Regions from separate parts of the Zea mays genome. Here region 2 is linked to region 1. The links are chromatin contacts, called in public Hi-C maps. All regions are on one chromosome and are shown on one strand. Each heading gives the region's core, a stretch centred on a gene start, on an enhancer-like site or on the middle of the called end of the contact. The rest is flanking DNA. Distances are from core to core; before and after follow the strand shown. Region 1 has its middle 69 kb from the start of LOC103634601. Region 2 holds the start of LOC103634590 (WUSCHEL-related homeobox 6).

Region 1 (2,814 bases), core at 228-2,727:
TCCATCTGCTCTGGATCCAGTAACAAAAGCTTTAGGAGCCCAGAGCTAGGCCAGCAGCTAGGAAGGTCAATTGTGTTAGGCATGTTGGCATCATTGGTTTGGTAAGGACTTGGGACAGTGAACAGCAGTAGCGGGTAGTACACGCGATGGAATTCCTGTCCAGGTCGCGGTCGGTTTGTTTTGTTTTGTCCACCTCGCACGGCCGAACTTTTCGGCCGACGGTCGTGCCGTGCATGCGCCAGAGAATTTTGCAACTCGCAACTCGCAAGAAATTAATAAATAAATGTTCATGTTCCCACACAGTAGTGTCCGTAAACGTTTAGCAAAGCGTGGCCTTCTACCCCAGCTAATTAATTGGAAATTCGAAAAAAAAAAGGCTCGTCCCCAGGGACCTACTACTACATGTACTGACATGCATGCAATGATGCAATACATTTTACACTTAATTAGAGCCGTCGTCGTACCGGAAGACGACAGTCCTATAGTCGCCTGGACTCCTGGTTTTCGGAAAGATTTCAGGTTGGAAAAGCAAGTACGCCTACCAATATATGCATGTACAGAAGCTATAAGTCCGCCGTCACGTGCATGTGCCGTCACGCCAGGCCAGTAGTAATAAAGTAACTGTATTTCTAAATTTAAGATGGAAAAAATAATGTCATAAAAAGTTGTATGTATCCCTATGAATATTACGGTCATTACGTACACTTCATGAAGAGGCACTATCGGAAACCGGCTCTATGTAAGTGCTCGATAAAAATTACTTGACAAAGAAGTCGTTGTCGATATACAGTTCACCGAGTCTTATTCAATTATTTGTTGGGTGTCACACTTAGTAAAGCCTTCGCTGAGTCTTTTCCAGGCTTTACCGAATGCTTCAGACACTCGACAAAGAAGCTGTTTCCAGAAGCGAGACCAGTAAAGTTGTGTTATCTTATACCTAAGGATGCATATGACACATTCTGAACTCTAAAAATCAGTTATTATGTGACGACAGACGCGGTAAAGTTGAGTTGCTGGAGTAATAAAATTGATTCGAGCCGGCGGAGTACAATTTTGTGCGGGAAGCAGGAAGCAACCAAAAGTGCAGTGAAGTGAGTGGGGATGGGACGGGCCGGCTCTGGCGCACAGATGCCTGCATGCATCAGCCAAATAGAGTACTCGTAGTTCTGTACTACTGGTGGTAGCATAGCAGGACGGTAGTGCGAGTGGCGGAGCTAGTACACTTGGCAGTAGTAGTGAGTAGTAGTAAAACTTCCGATGGACGGATGGGTTGGATCCTGGATACCGCCCGCGGATCTTCATGGCGAGAAGAGAACGCATGGGCGCCCCCACACAACCGCCAGCCGGCGCGTCGACCCAGGTCGAAGCGGACGCGAGGAGGTCGGCGAAAAGCTACGTGCGGATCGGACAGGGTCGGGCGAGCTGAGCCGCGCGCGGAAGCGGCAGCACGCGGGTGCCGACAGGCGTGACGCCGTGCCCTGCCCCCGCCGGACCCGCCCCGCGCCCGCAGTCCCCGCGTCGTCGCCTCCCGATCCCGGGCGGGGCGGCACAGCATTTTCTGGCCCTGCCGCGCTGTCGCTTTCCCTGCACGACCTTCGTCCCAGTCCTAGCGCGTCGCTGCGTGCTGCGAGCAGAGCACGGACTGGCGCGACCGACCCAGGAGCCCAACCCACGCCGCTGCGCCCCTTGTCATCTACCTCCGCTGCTCGCCGTCGTCCACTCGTCCGCGCGTTTCTCCTTCACTTTTTACGCGGGGAGACGTGGACGGCGGAAGCGGAATGATGGGTGATGGGTCGCCGCGAGGATCTCTTTGCATCGTCCGCGTTGCACTGCTGCTACCTGCCTGCAGGAACTGACCCTTACGCCTGCCACTGCCTGCAAGGGCACTGTCACGTCCACTCCACACCACGTCAGCCCTAGTCACCCTGAAGGTGGGACCACGTAGGCTTGGAGCCTTCCTTCCTCTGTGCTTCAGGCTGTCGCAGCAGTACCACTAATTTTTCCCTCTATATTCATTCCACTATGGTATATATTCTCGTCTCTATATTTTCACCTCCCGCAACATTTTTCTGTCTCGAACCATTTCTCTTGTACGCCTCCTCTCATATATAGTACTTTCTAATATATTTTACTATCATCCCTTAAAATATTCTCTCCTAGATATAGTTTGTCTCCAACCATTTTCTATATATATATAGCTCCCTATAACGTAACTCAATTATTTAACATTTTTTTTTGAAATTTTTAAAAATATACTATATTTATACTACTCTAATACACATTATTACTGTATTTTGGAGCTCACACGAGATTAATATCGTAAATAAACGACATAAATATATGGGAGCATAATACTCCCCTATATGTACATGGACTTTTCTTGTCCCTTTACATATGGGGATCTTTTACATGGAACTGTTGGAATACTAAACGTCATCTAGAGGATATGAATAGACGAAACCTAAAATTTACAACTTAAAAACAAAACTTGATCTCAATTAATTGGTTAGAACACGATGTAGGTCAATTGAATAAGGGATAAGTTCGTCTTGCAATATGTTGCTCTTATGAATGTGTAGAATCTAAAGACTTAGAGCAACAATGGATAATTTAGATGAAGATCAACGAAAGAGAACTTAGGGAGGAAAGGAGAAAACAAATTTCGAATGAAAGGACACACGAACACGATAATTTGTTTATCGTAGTTTGGTTTCACAACGAAACCTACGTCTCCATCGAGGAGTCCACTAAAGGACCGAGTTTCTCTCGACCCTTTCCACACTCAAGTGATCACCAGAATCAAACTTGAGTTTC
Region 2 (2,814 bases), core at 116-2,615, 100 kb after region 1:
GTGGGAACTGGGGTGCTTCTCTTTCATGGTTGAACGAGAGTTGAAATCACGGATGTCTGTTCTTATTTGTTTACGTATTGGGCGCGCGCGTGATATGATGGCCACGCGAGCCGGGCTCTTTATGTGATGTTGATCGATGCAACTCACCATTTGATTGGAGAGGAACCTAATCCGTCATTCCATATGGACGTTAGCTGCAAAAAGTAATCAAGTGCAGCGTGCAAATATATTTGTGCGAAATAATAAAATATTTAAGGCAAAAGACGACGTCGTTTCGGTTATCTGTTGCAGCGTCTCTTGCAAGCATATGTATAACAAAATGCAACTTTTGTCATGCCAGGGAGAGCCCAGTAACACGGCTGAGGATCGGAGGAGATGAGTCACAGGCTAGCTAACACAGATGAATCAAAGCTAGGCAATCACGCGCAAACAAATTTTGCGTCTAATAATAAAATATGAGCTGCAAGCTTATTATATGAGGGTTGTTAAATAGAAGTATAGCTACAGAGATGAGGGTTAGATACGAAGAACCTGCAGGTAAAGATTCTTTTTTCTTTCTTGGGCCATTATTACGCCGTCCAGACAATGTTGCTATCACTAGAAACACTGCACACTGCACTGCACCCATAAAACCCACCGATAGTAATCAGTGGGCATCTTAGTCATCATGCTACCTACTCTCTCCTGGGTTTTCTCCTAAACTAAGGCCTAACACCTCACAAGTACTCCTAGCCAAGAAGAGCACAATGTATAAGCACTAAAATTCCTTCAACAAGCAAGCTAAATCCTTGCCATATGAGATGTGACCTAGCTTCTGGTGAATATATATATATATATACATATATCTGGAGACACGCCAGCAGTGGGTTCTCCACCAGTTTGTACCCTTGCAAAAGTAGAAAGGAATTTCCATAGCGATCAAACATCAGGAAAGCTTCACATGGAATGTTCTTAGTACATAATCATTCACCTCCCCAAAGTGTCGTCCTCCAGTGATCTCTCCTGAGATAAAGAACAAGGGAATGTCAAATGTTCCTCGGTACTTTTAATATTAGTAATAAATATATGTGCCGAGTTCAATTACTGGGCGTCAATCATCAGACTAGCTAGTGGAGAAATTAAAATTCTTTAATAAGCTGGTTAACTAGCACCTAATAAGCAGCACTATATAGAAAAGCGCTTTGCTCCTCCTCCGGTTCTCCTAACCAACATGGAACTTGTTTTCCCTTTTACGTACAATGATAAGCTTGCAGTAAAAAAACAATTTTTTTACCACTCTCCAGTAGAGTAAAAGATAGCTATGGCTCAGTATCGTCTAGTAGCCCGGCCCCGCCCCTCCTATAAGTACAACCACACAACAAAGGCATGAGTGTGCAAGCGTGGCTGTCTCCTAAACCGGGTGCCTCTCTTCCTCAAGCTAGCCACTTCTCTCTCGATCCTCTCCAAGTCGAAGCACCGAATCTACTGCCCCTCCCACCTCTCACACGTACGTAGTGTGTGTGTGTGCGCGCTACTACTCGATCGTGTGTCGCGCGCACACACAACCATCCAAGAACCAAAGATTCCAATCTGAACCAACGTTCTTCTTCACCTAACCAGCTAGCAGTTCGATCGATCGATGGAGGGGGGCAGCAACAGCCCGGACGGGCAGTCGTCGGGCGGCAGCCCCGAGGAGCGGGGAAGCGGCGGTAGCGGAGGCCGGGGCACCGGGGAGCCGGCGCGGTCGCGGTGGACGCCGAAGCCGGAGCAGATACTGATCCTCGAGTCCATCTTCAACAGCGGCATGGTCAACCCGCCCAAGGATGAAACCGTCCGCATCCGCAAGCTGCTCGAGCGCTTCGGCGCCGTCGGGGACGCCAACGTCTTCTACTGGTTCCAGAACCGCCGCTCCCGCTCGCGCCGCCGCCAGCGCCAGATGCAGGCCGCCGCAGCGGCGGCGGCGGCGGCGGCGGCATCCTCCGCGTCCAACAACAGCTCTCCCGCGGCTAGCGCAACCGTCGGCCTTCCTTCTGGCGCTCTACAATATCCTTTGGCCATGGGCGGGACCGCCGCCTGCCAGTATGAGCAGCAGGCGAGCTCCTCCTCGTCGTCGGGAAGCACTGGCGGCTCCTCTCTTGGGCTGTTCGCGCTCGGAGCCGCCGGGGTGCCCGGCACCGGCGGCGGTGGGTACTTCCAGGCGTCGTGTGGCGCTTCGTCGCCGCTGGCGACAGGGCTGATGGGGGACGTGGACAGCAGTGGCGGCAGCGACGATCTCTTCGCCATCTCCCGCCAGATGGGGTTCGCGGCGGCGAGCACCGTCGCCTCGGCCTCTGTGGCACCGAGCTCCAACGCACACCACCAGCAGTATTACTCATGCGAATCACCTGCAGGTGAGTACACACTACCGAACACTAATCTTGCTTAATTGTTGCGTGTTTCGTCTTCGAATTTTTGGATCGGTGGCTTTCGTCTATTTCATGCATGTGTTTCTCCACACGATTTTGATGGAAAACGTCAAAACGTTGGTTCTCGCCACTACAATTTTGTCCGTGTATTTTCGTTGACGAAGTAGCAGGGAATTGATGCAGAATTCGAGGAGATCTAGCTTGGTTCTTTTGGGCTCGCATGCTTTATTTTGGGTCTTCCTTTCATTAATTAATTGCGTCGGTTCTTGTTCTTTAGTTCTTCAAGTATTGTTCGGTTACCTCCCATGTAGCGGTCGTCCATAAGATCACACCACATGATACATATGCTGTCCTCACTCCTGCCATCATGTATATCCATTCATACGTGACTGTTTGTAGAAATTTAATTAAACATCGTGATTATTGGGAG

Evidence for each region. A called contact is a pair of places that touch in the nucleus more often than the background predicts.
Region 2: a Hi-C map of leaf shows a contact between it and region 1, with 2.8 times the contacts expected there. The contact joins the promoter of LOC103634590 here to the enhancer-like site in region 1. A contact is called at or near these places in 11 of 25 Hi-C or Micro-C datasets (bundle sheath, ear, endosperm and 4 more).

The regions. Positions count from the first base shown.
Region 1 is chr1:53,144,369-53,147,182 of Zm-B73-REFERENCE-NAM-5.0, reverse strand. No RefSeq gene overlaps it. Among protein-coding and RNA genes, the nearest start is that of LOC103634601, 69 kb to the left of the region's middle. Within about 2 kb of position 1,477, at least 19 of the 20 cell types and tissues checked have an H3K27ac peak or open chromatin away from gene starts, as enhancers often do. A contact at or near this core is called in bundle sheath, ear, endosperm and 3 more, where this site is marked.
Region 2 is chr1:53,040,571-53,043,384 of Zm-B73-REFERENCE-NAM-5.0, reverse strand. It overlaps LOC103634590 (WUSCHEL-related homeobox 6), which reads left to right and starts at 1,365. Exons shown (of 3, transcript XM_008656954.2): 1 at 1,365-2,369. The coding sequence starts at 1,619.